Regions from separate parts of the Zea mays genome. Here region 2 is linked to region 1. Evidence: chromatin contacts called from public Hi-C data. All regions are on one chromosome and are shown on one strand. The core of a region is the stretch at or near the end of the contact, and the rest is flanking DNA. Distances in the headings are between cores, read along the strand shown. Region 1 holds the start of LOC100383225. Region 2 holds the start of LOC100285500.

Region 1 (5,907 bases), core at 1,892-4,391:
ACGCAAGCAGTAACCGTCTGACCTCGAAGAAGGAACGGTACTCCATTGCCGTCAGCGGCATCCCGTCCAACGGCAACGGGGTCTGCACTGGCATCACCGGCGGCGTGGCGTCTCCTCCCGGAGTTTGCACCGGCGGTGTGGGTTTCCCATCTTCAGGGATCTCCGTCGGGAATACCGGATCCGACGGGATGATCTGCGCTGGCGTCACCGGCTGACCTTGCTGTGCTCGAGGACGATAGGAGGAGATGTTTGCAGCGCCGCCGACGGCGCTCCTGTCGAGCAGCTCCGACTCCGAGTACGCGATGGCAGGCATCGTGGAGTACCCCAGGTACGGATCTGCGGCTGGGCCTTCCCATGGAAGACGCATGTAGGGTATGCTCCACTCTACCCCCTTTGCGAACTCGTAGTACTCGATCGGCAGGTTGGCCGACAGCCATCTTGACAGAGCAAAGATTTGGATGTGGCACGCCATCCTCTGATGGAGTAGAAACTCACAGAGGATCAGTCACCAGATGGGCAGTATACGGCCATCGACGGCGGCGGCGTGTACATGTACTACGTACCAGCACATTTCTTGATGGCTCCGAGATCATGTAGGAAGAGGGCCTCGAGACAGCTCCGGCAGCGACGAGAGACGACGTGGAGACGGTGAGGAGCGCGGCAACGGCAGCAGTTGTCAGAAATACGACGGTGGTGATCGCCGCGATCCAAGAAGATGACGCGGGCACAGAATCTGCATGCAGCAGCAGTAGTACTAGTTCATCAAGCGCCCTGCTGCCTGCCCTGCCTAACGATCGAGTGTCTGTGTATGAATGTGTGAAGCAAAGAAGATGCTCATACATACAGTGCCTGACTTGAAGACGGTCTGATGCTAGGTTGGGGTTCCCGGCGACGTCCATGGCCGCGTTCTCAGCTACCTGAACCGATACCAGCTGACCGACGGCCTGTATCTGCAGCGTGTATATGCTCTTACTGGCTTCATGAAAGCTGAAACAACCCAAGGTGTTTGTAATAAGCTAGAGAAGGTGCTTTAAGATCATATATATATAATGTATAATCTTGCCTCAACACATTGCCCCCAGACACCTGCACTGCCGAGGAGCTGAAGTTGAACACAGGCTTTGCAAACTTGATGAGGACGAGGATGTCGCGTGAGCTGGTCCGCCGAGTCGATGTGCCGAGCTTAACCCAAGGTCTCTGTGTATCTACCAAGCAAGAACTCAACAAGTGAGAGTAGTAGGTCTGAAAAATGCTAGTCAGCAGACAGAGGGGGACTAACTAACCATAAAGAAACGTGAATGGCTCTGCTGGAACCACCGGAGTCCCTTGCCTGCTGATAATAGAGCTTGTGTCGCAGGCAACGCTCACAATGGCGGCGGCGTCAGACATCTTCTTCACCTAGTAGTTATATATGTCAGAGAAACAAAACAAGCTGTCGTAGCAGTCGCGATCAGTGAGTGATTCGAAGAACATGGAGAGAGAGAGAGGAGTTACAACGTAGCCGAAGCGGCGGTTGCCGAGGGTGCTTCTGTTGGTGGGTGTGAGGTGCACGGCGACGGCGTCAGTCGCTGTAAGCGCGCGCAGGATCTGCTCCGACGAGTTGAGCACCGGCTGGGCGAAGGCCAGGTATATCCTCAGGCCCTCTTCCTCGTTGCTGGCCTGAACCAGCCTGGTGACGCCCTGTATCTGCACCATCTTCTCGGCAACGGTGGCGGTGATGTTCATGGAGTCGCTCCTTCGATCTGAAACCAAACCAAACGTACGGTGCTACCAGTGATCCATGCCCCGTCCCGTCGTCGTACGTGTTTCAGTCCAGGTGTGCACATGGCGTACCGAAGCGCAGGGTGAAAGTGGAGTTGGGCGTCCTGGTGAACGGGTGTCCGGCGGCGTCCGTGCAGAAGCCCCTGCCCATGACGAGGACGAGGCGGCCGTACTCGGCGTCCGGCGAGATGGCGACGGCCACGGAGTAGCGCAGGCCGGGGCTCAGCACCTGGAGCGTCGACGGATCCACACTGCCGGAGCCGTACACGATGAGCTGCAACGCAGACAATACAGATTTTGGCTGCGTGCGCGTGCAGACAGACAGACAGACGGACGGAGACAATTCAGCGCGGTGCAGTAACGTACATTGCAGTAGGTGGCGTTGCAGACGAATCCACCGCGGCCGGGGCAGGGCTCGGAGAAGGAGACGAGCGCCGACACGGTGGAGGACGCGCTCGTGAACGCCGGCCCCGCCGACACGGACGCCGTCGGGGGGACAGTGTCTGCAACGGCGCAGAGCTCGCGTCATTATTCACAGTCGTCACATGCACAGCGGAGAAGAAGGCGGCAGGCAGGCAGCCAGGTTTTGTTTGTTACTCAACCAACATCCCAAGCGTAGGTGGCGCAGGTGGGGGTGGGGCTGGGGCTGGACGACGAGTTCGAAGCTGACGTCGTGCTCGCGCACGCCGTGAAGCTGTGGTTGCCGTCCCTGAGCCCCGCATAGCTCGCCGCCGCCGTCCCACCGCAGAGCGACGCTGCCTCGCCGTCCAACTGCATGGACGTACATGACATGCAAACACAAGCAAGCATCGACCGACCGATCCTTAGTGTTGCTGTTCCTGCATCAAATTCAATCAACCCACCACCTAGCACATATGGTTCCGTACGTTGCTAGGAGAGGACAAGAAGGATGGCTGCAGATGAAGTAGCCAGGAGGAGGGCGACGAACAAGGAAGCAGCCATGCATGCATGGTGAGCGCTCATCTGCGCCGTGTGTGCTTGAGGCAGGCAGGCAGGCAGCAATGCCGGGCGTATATCGTGGTACCTGGCAGGTAACGACGCAGTCGGCGCAAGGCCCTCCGGTGGCGCGCAGGACCCGCAAGGCGAAGGCGGCGGACGTGGACCTGGAGACGCGGCGCGGGGTGGCTGCGAAACTGAGGGCGACGTCGCCGGCGCCGGAGCAGAGTGGCGCCGCAGCGCCGAGGAGGAGCAGAGCAATGCGCAGCAGCAGCAGCGATGGCGCAGCGCCCCAGCTCTTCCACACCATGCTGTCTGTCTGCTGTCTCAACTCTCACGGCAGTAGAGCAGAGGGACTCCCACAGCAGCGAGACCGCGACTGCAATCGTATCGTGTGCAGCATGGGTGGGTATTCGGTGTGGTAGCTCGCAGCATCTACTGCGCTGGCATGGGAGCTGGGAGCTGGGGAGGGACGAGTGAATTAATGCGCTGTGCTGTCTGCCTGGCAAACAGAGTGGTGAAAAATGGAGGAACAGAGAGAGAGAGATAGAGAGAGAGAGAGAGAGAGAGAGAGAGAGAGAGAGAGAGAGAGAGACAGAGATGTACACTCCTACTACTACTCCCAGAGTCCAGTAGGCAAGGGAAAGGCAGCTGAGGTGAAAGAGAAACAAGAAGCATCCACCATGACTCCATGTGCTATGTGATTCCGGTCGGTCGATGCCTGCGTATGAATCAAACCACACAGAACCAAGTCTATGTGCATCTCAATCTCATCTTCTTGTGTGAGTATTCAGGGAAGTCATGGGCCAGTCAAACCATGCAAATCTATCAAAGCTATTGCTGCTGCTCATTACTAGTAACCAGTAATTACGTTAATTACATAGAACATAAAATGCATGTAGATTCTGGTCTATGTCAATGCAATCTACAGCGAAAAACAGTGTTTTATATGTCAATAAATTAAGCAGCAGGGGCCGCAGTGAGCCAAAGATTCTGTAATTTCACTCACCAGCACCAGTCACCACATCCCTCTAGTTATATGCCATTCTTTTTTTTTCTAAAAAAATGAAGGTCTAGTGCAGTTTGTGCTGTGCCTGGCTGAGTGAGATGAATGCACATGGACAGGCAAGAAGGAGAAGCCGCCACAACGTTGCAGATGCGGTCAGGTGACCAAATTTCCGTTTTTTTATTCTTCATTCGCTGCAGCAGCGTCAGCAACCAAAAGAGTATCTATCGTATTTTGGATCCAAAGCAAGTGCTCACTGCGGCTTTAATTCGACTATGGCTGTGGCTTCTGCAGTATTTTGTTTCTATAAATTGTAGGTGCAGAATATCCGAAAGGACAAGTGGCACGTCCGGGGTGATGCGATGTGACGCAATGCGGTTATTATTATGCAATTGCCTTCGACAAAGAACAAAAACAAAACCAAACAAAGCTGCAGACCTGATTCAAATCTTGTGCGAACCATAATGGCTGTCATAAGAAGATGATGCCAAAACCATGTAATTTTCATACTCACTTGGCTAACCCTCAGTTTGTACTGGATTCATCATGGGGAAAAACAAAGAAAAACGAATCATTACAGAGTTCACCATCTTTCTTTCTTTCTTCCTTCCTTCCTTCATTACAGAGAGACGTTACCAACAGACAATACACTATTGAACAAAAATATTCATGGATATGTAGAATGGAGAGAGGGGGAGGGATGAAGAACAGCGTGGTGGTCAGCAGCACACATGGGACGACCAGCAAAACAGAGAAATGGATCTAGGATATTCTATCTACATGTAGTGCAAGACCAACTTCAAGAATTAATGTTTTGACAACTAGTAACAGTTTATCCATTTCCTACCCTGACCTGACATATTACCACACAGGGGGCCTGACATTTTGGGAGGCCCTGTGCATCATATAGCAAATCTCTACTACTTATTAAGACGGTAATGGTAGCCTGCCATTCTGCGATCTCAGCCGTCCATTCTATCGTGTAAACAATCTCAATCGTCCGATCCCGTCCGATCCCACCGTCCGATCCCGCACACTGCAGCCCATGACATACGGCAAATGGAAAAACCCTAACCTTCAGCACCCCGTGGCCTCTAGCGCCCCCGCTGCTTGCCAGCCGCCACCCGCGGTCTCCAGCGCCCCGCCGCTTGCCAGCCGCCACCCGCGGCCTCCAGCGTCCCGGCTGCCACTTGCCAGCTTCCACCCGCGGCCTCCAGCATCCCCGTTGTTTGCTAGCCTTCACCGTGCGACAGAGCGGTCAATCTCCCGCAAGCGGACAGCCTACACTCCACCGCCCCATCGGTCGTGCCTCTCCCGCTGGTGGCCTTCCCCATTCGTGCGGTCTCCACCGTCCCCACTCCCTGCGCAGGTCATGCAACCGACTCCCCCTCCTCAGTCCCCACGACGTCCACTCCTGCATGCTTCCTCCCCACGACCTCCACTTCTCCTAGGTCAGCACACATTCGATGAAGATAAATGATGAGCATTTGGGAACTCTATGTCGTCCGAGCACGCGTGTACACCAGAGTCGGGTTGCTCTGCTACGACGCCGACCACATCACCGCTGTCGGCTTCTCCTGCTCACTGCTCCTCTTGTCCACGTCTCTCATCTCCGGCAAGGTATTGCTTTTAATTTGTAGCGCATCCTCCTATACAGCTTCTGTTTCTGCTAACTCGGTGCAAGGTACGATGCCGCCATCCCAATCCCTACCCCTAGATCGAGTTAATACCCATACATACAACCATTTCTTTTAATTGATGAAAGGTATGATGTGAATTGTTAATTAGATAGATTAGAATGTGCCAATTCACAAGCAAACTTTGTTGATTACTTTCCGGTTGTTATTTCCGAGCTAAATGATTAACACTGCTACAAATGGGTAAAATCAGATTTGTGCTTATTTATATTCTTCGTAGTTCTATTGTGTCATGTGAATAACTAATTAAACTCTCCAATAGTAAAATCCCTCTCTTTCTTGAATCTTTTTCTCGGACCTGTAAATAGTGTTCTGCTTCCTATCACTAAATGCAGCAGATAGATAGATAAGAATGTGCCAATTCTTAAGCAAACTTTGTTGATTACTTTCTGGTTGTTATTTCCGAGCTAAATGATTAACACAGCTACAAATGGGTAAAATCAGATTTGTGCTTATTTATATTCTTCATAGTTCTATTGTGTCATG
Region 2 (5,907 bases), core at 2,312-4,811, 260 kb after region 1:
TCGAAGGCTGGCCCCCGAAGGGTTCACAGTCGCCTCAGACACCGAGCGAGGGATGACCAGGGGTACGTTCGATACATAACCGAGGCTCGGGCTGCGCTCCTGAGGTACCCTAGGACATTTCCGAGACCAGCGGGAGCGATCTTGTAACGGAATCCCATCGGAGGGAGGCATCGAGCCCCAGACCCCGTCGCCAGGGGACCGGGTCCGGCAGATCACCCGCAGGTACTTTTGGGCGTGCCTCTGGGCCCCTAGCCGACCCCTAACGAACGGGGCACGGACATCCACTCGGATTACCCGCTTGCAGCTCACCGGAGACACCATGTTCGGCGCCCATCGAGGGTAACATGGCGCTTTCCCCCCCTCCTCCTTGCGGAAAGGCGACGTAGGGGCGTATGTAAAAAAGCCGAGTCTGTCCCTGATTGCCCTCTCGCCCTGTGCAGAGGCTCGGGGGCTGCTCTCGCAAACCCGGCTCCGGCCAAACCGTTGACAGCGTCAACATACCAGCCCGAGAACTTGGGCCCCGACCGTACACCCGGGCTACGGCCAGTTCGCATGAGGGAACAACCAGACCAGCCGAAGCGTTACGCAAGGCATTAAGACCTCGAAGGAGTGAAACCACTCCTCCGAGGCCTCGGGAGCTACACCCGGCGGGTGCGCTCGCGCGCACCCACCGGAACAAAATGCAACCGAGAAAGGCTGGTCCCCTTGCAAAAAAGTGCGATGAAAGCCTCCAAGCGAGTGTTAACACTCCCTTCGAGGCTCGGGGGCTACTGTCGGGGACCATAATTAGGGGTACCCTCAAGACTCCTAATTCTCAGCTGGTAACCCCCATCAGCATAAAGCTGCAAAGGCCTGATGGGTGCGATTAAGTCAGGGATCAGTCCATTCGAGCGACTCGATCACGCCTCGCCCGAGCCTAGCCTCGGACAAGGGCAGCCGACCCCAGAGGGTTTCCGTCTCGCCCGAGGCCCCCCTCCAACGGCAGACACATCTCCGGCTCGCCCGAGGCCCTGCCTTCGCTAAGAAGCAACCCTGACTAAATCGCCGCACCGACCGACCGAATCACAGGGGCATTTAATGCAAAGGTGGCCTGACATCTTTATCCTGACGCGCGCCCTCCGGCAGAGCCGAAGTGACCGCCGTCACTTCGCCGCTCCACTGACCGGTCTGACAGAAGGACAGCGCCGCCTGCGCCACTCCGACTACAGTGCCACTCGACAGAGTGAGACTGACAGGCAGTCAGGCCCTGCCGAAGGCACCATAGGAAGCTTCGCTCCGTCCGACCCAGGGCTCGGACTCGGGCTAAGTCCCGGAAGACAACGAACTCCGCTCCGCCCGACCCAGGGCTCGGACTCGGGCTAAGACCCGGAAGACGGCGAACTCCGCTCCGCCCGACCCAGGGCTCGGACTCGGGCTAAGTCCCGGAAGACGGCGAACTTCGCTCCGCCCGACCCCAGGGTTCGGACTCCGCCCTGGCCTCTGCCGACGACCTCCGCCTCGCCCGACCCAGGGGCTCGGACTCGGCCTCGGCCATGGAAGACAGACTCGACCTCGGCTTCGGAGGAGCCTCCACATCGCCCAGCCTAGGGCGCAGGCCAGCCACGTCAACGGGAAGCGCCATCATCACCCTACCCCAAGCTGACTCGGGCCACAGGGAACAAGACCGGTGTCCCATCTGGCCAGCTCCGCCAGATAGGCAATGATGGCGCCCCGCACGCTCTGTGACGACGGCGGCTCCCAGCTCTCTTACGGAAGCAGGTGGACGTCAGCAAGGACTCGACCGCTCCAACAGCTGTCCCTTCGCCAGGCACCGTCGCTCCTCCGACGGCCACGACATCACACCAGCAGGGTGCCAAGATCTCTCCGGCTGCCACATTGGCATGTACTTAGGGCGTCAGCTCTCCCCCGCTAGACACGTAGCACTCTGCTACACCCCCATTGTACACCTGGATCCTCTCCTTACGCCTATAAAAGGAAGGACCAGGGCCCTCCTAGAGGGGGTTGGCCGCGCGGGGACGAGGACGGGACAGGCGCTCTCTTGAGGCCGCTCGCTTCCCTCTCCCGCGTGAACGCTTGTAACCCCCTACTGCAAGCGCACCCGACCTGGGCGCGGGACGAACACGAAGGCCACGGGATTCCCACCTCTCTCACGCCGGACTCCGGCCGCCTCGCTCCTTTCCCCCCTTTGTGCTCGCCCACGCGCTCGACCCATCTGGGCTGGGGCACGCGGCACTCACTCGTCGGCCTGAGTGACCCCCGGTCTCGAAACGCCGACAATATCTTTGGCTGAAGATAACAAACCGCATGCAGGCCGGCCGGTGTAGTGTATCAGCAGAAGGTCAAATAGCTAGGCCTCTAGCTCGTTGACACAACCAGTAAGCAAGCGGCCGTCAAATGCAAGAAGAACTCAGAACAATTCTGAACCCCTGCGCCTGCTTCTCACGAGAGGGAAGAACCGAATATTTAGTTATTTACTTAATTATTTAAAGGAGAATAATGTAACTTATTTGGTGAAGAAAGAAAGCAATAATGGTCAACGAAAACTGCATGAATGGCTGGCTGGTTTTGCATCAATGAATGAATGAATGAATGAAAACTAGCTAAGGTAGCCTGAACCCTGAAATTCACAGCATGCATCCATCCTTTCCTGCACTGCATGCTTGGATCATCGTTTTATGCATGCATGCATGCATGGGTATATATACTATAATATAATAGGGGATTAATTATTAAGTGCAGCTAGGGGAGTTACTGTAGGGTGCTGGGTCACTTAATTGCTCATGATTGTGTTGTGCAGCTCGCGACGCATGCAACTCATCAATTGGATTCTCTCATCTCGTTGCAAGCGGGAATGCAATGCAGTCCAGTGAATGGTCCCAGCTGAAGCTATAGCTGCTGCTGCTGGGGAGTGGAGAGTGAGTGAGTGGGAATCTTCTGCAGCTTCTGCTTCTTCTGCTTGCTTGTGTACAAATAAAAATCCCAACTTCAACTTGTCATGGCCTCCTTTTCAGACTTGTTATTATACCTGACGTCCTCGTTGGTGCCTGGGTCACATCACACCACCAACGGGGTGCCATATTGTGTAAAAGAAATTTACAGTCACTTATTAGCTTGCTAAGATTGTTGACAAAATATATAGTATTTCTTTGGAAAAAAAAAACAGCAGCAAAAGTAACTGACAGAAACAGGTTGGCAATTAGCTAGCAAGCTGCTGCTGCTGATCATCTGGGAGTTCTTTTACGGCCTCGTCGACATGCAACCGCGATCGACGAGAGGTCCGTCCACCACCAATTCCATTCTTCTTCTCTTCTCATCTCTAGCACTAGCACAAAGATTGCATTGCATTGCATTGCAGCTGTGCGAGAGTTACTGTTGGTGGTGGGGTCCACGACGGCGACGTCCCAGGCCCACCACGCTTTTGTCCCATTCTCCCTTTTTATTTTATTTTCTTTTTCTTTTCTTTTCTTGTTGGTTTCGTCTTCCTCCTGCGGCCGTCCTGCTCCTGCTAGTGCTGGCTATAAACCCCCCACGGCCCACTCGGGCTCTTCACTCTTCCGATCCCGACGAGGTAAAAACACCGTCGCTCACCACCAACACAACGCCAACCAACCTGCCCCCTCACCCCCGCTGGCCGCTGCTTAACAAACCGCCGCCACAGGACAAGACAAACTTATTACAGCTCCACCTCAGTGCTGCAGAGACTGAGGGCCAGCCAAACCGCTCACCGCACACGCGGAATTCAAGCAGCATGTACGCCGACGCCGGGTTCGCCTTCGCCTTCGCCGCCGCCTACTCCCCCACCCTCACTTCCTCGCAGCCCCAGCCGCCGCCGCCGCCGTTCGACTACGCCTTCTCCTCCGAGCCACCCCTCCTCTCCATGCCCGCCATGGACCACGACGCCTACCTGGTGAGCATAGCAACACATCTGCTCTGCTTGCTGCCTCTTGCTTGATTGCGGTTCCATCCATTTCCATCCGAATACACTCTACAAAGTTGCTGCTGTTTCTTCGCTGCTCCCCCTACCCACAGATGAACTCGCTCGCTAGCTAGGGTTTTCTCTCTGTTTCGTGCAATTAGTAGGGATCTCTGTTTCCACGAATTTCCAAATCAGAGCACTCTTTTGTGGATGGACAAATTTCTGATGACTAGAGTTGCTAGCTAGCTGGCTGGCTGTTTATGCGCCGTCGCAGTCGCCGCCGCCGTCTCCCCACAATCGAAAAGAGAAGAAGAAGAAGAAGAAAATGTCGCTATCCTTCCTTTTTCGCCCCCACTCCCCGCTCTGGCTTCATATTCATCATATACTATATTTATTAATTATATATGTGCGTTTACTTAGTAATAAGAGTAATAGTAATACTACATGTGTGCACATGTCACCTACAAGTAGAAAAGACAACCCTTTGTTATCCCTGCAATCCATACCTGTATTTGCAATAACAGGTTCACACATCTTTTCTTTTCTTTTTCTTTTCTTTTTGCACAAATTAAGCATGGGTTATCTTTCTGCATAATCCATTTGCCTCTTCTATCCTACTAGTACTAAATAAAATAATAGAGTCCTCCACTTGATCACCTGATGAAAAATCCTTGTGCCCAAATAAACAATCATCCATTTCTTCTAAATAAAAAAACATAAGTGAATCACAACACTAGTAGTTCTTGCATGGCATTTCTGATTCTGCATCTTCGTATATCTATATCAATTTATTTATTTCTTCCGTCTACCATGAAATAGATTATTTTCTGAATAAGAATCGCTCGTGTTGGCTGCAACTTTTTCGGGGTGCTTTTCTGTTTTGAATCTTCTCCTTCTGACCTTCACACTGTTCAAGAGGGGAGGGGCCGAATTTGGTTCAGCCATCCAGTTCAGTTTTTGGCCTGGATTTCAATTGCTTTTTTCTTTACTGCTAATATGCCCGACCATGTCCACTAGTATATATGCTCGCAGAGCACGATGGGGACTTGATTGGCATGTGCGTCAGCCCATACTTGTTAATTACTATATCTGTTGAAAGGAGTTGTCTATTATCTGCAACTTCACACAGCAGGTCAATACAGACAAAACAAAAAAAAAACTAAACAAAGCATTGGCAATGGTGGCCTACCACAAAAATAATATTCTTAACAGACAATAAGATTATTTCAGTCTCTGTTCATCCTACTAACATTTTATTTAGACATATACCGCTACGCTTGTAATTACTATGGTGCTTATCATCTTCTAGCCCATTGGAAGTTTTCTTCTCATCTCTGTTTCGTTACTGCACAGGGGAACTTGGTACAGCCATCCATGGTATCAGAATATGACCTGGGAGGAGAAGGGGACCTGTTCAAAGCTCCAGAAGCCATCATCGAGGAACCGCTGCTCAGCCTCGATCCTGTCGCAGCTGCCTTTTCAATGATGGCTGGCAATGGAAGTGCTGTCATGGATCAAACTATTAAGGACGCAGGCATCGGCACCATCCAAAATGACCCCCTCCTGAGTGAGGTGCTGTACGAGTGCGAGAAGGAACTCATGGAGAAGTCCACAATCGAAGAGACAATTTCTGAACTTATGGATGTTAAGATTCCTATGCTGCAAGTTGAAGAAATCCCAAGCCAAGCTGAACAGGTTCTTATACAGAACCAGCAGCTCCCGGCCATGGAGAAAGAGAAGCAATCCGTTCCTGAATGCTCGCTCCAAAAAAGTGTTAGTTCTGGATGCCTCAACTCAGCAGATTGGATGAATGGACCTGCCAGGCCAAACTTTCTAGACTTCCAGGGGCTGGACTTTGAGGCAGCATTTGGGCTGAGGAGAGCTTACAGCGAAGGAGACATTCAGGTTTGAATGATAAGCATCTCCTTTTCTCCTGTACTGTTCTATTGTAACAAGGAAGTTGCTATCCTACTCGTCATGGGGAAAAGAAC

Evidence for each region. Hi-C and Micro-C count contacts between places; a contact is called where the count stands out from the background.
Region 2: a contact with region 1 is called in a Hi-C map of ear, with 4 times the contacts expected there. The contact joins the promoter of LOC100285500 here to the promoter of LOC100383225 in region 1. A contact is called at or near these places in 5 of 25 Hi-C or Micro-C datasets (ear, leaf, root tip and 1 more).

What each region holds. Positions count from the first base shown.
Region 1 is chr8:80,374,902-80,380,808 of Zm-B73-REFERENCE-NAM-5.0, forward strand. LOC100383225 reads right to left here and starts at 3,142. Exons shown (of 12, transcript NM_001318964.1): 1 at 2,807-3,142; 2 at 2,364-2,532; 3 at 2,128-2,264; 4 at 1,834-2,035; 5 at 1,495-1,742; 6 at 1,284-1,398; 7 at 1,064-1,205; 8 at 845-987; 9 at 564-733; 10 at 23-475. The coding sequence starts at 3,028.
Region 2 is chr8:80,639,050-80,644,956 of Zm-B73-REFERENCE-NAM-5.0, forward strand. LOC100285500 reads left to right here and starts at 3,562. Exons shown (of 4, transcript NM_001369854.1): 1 at 3,562-3,907; 2 at 5,270-5,821. The coding sequence starts at 3,749.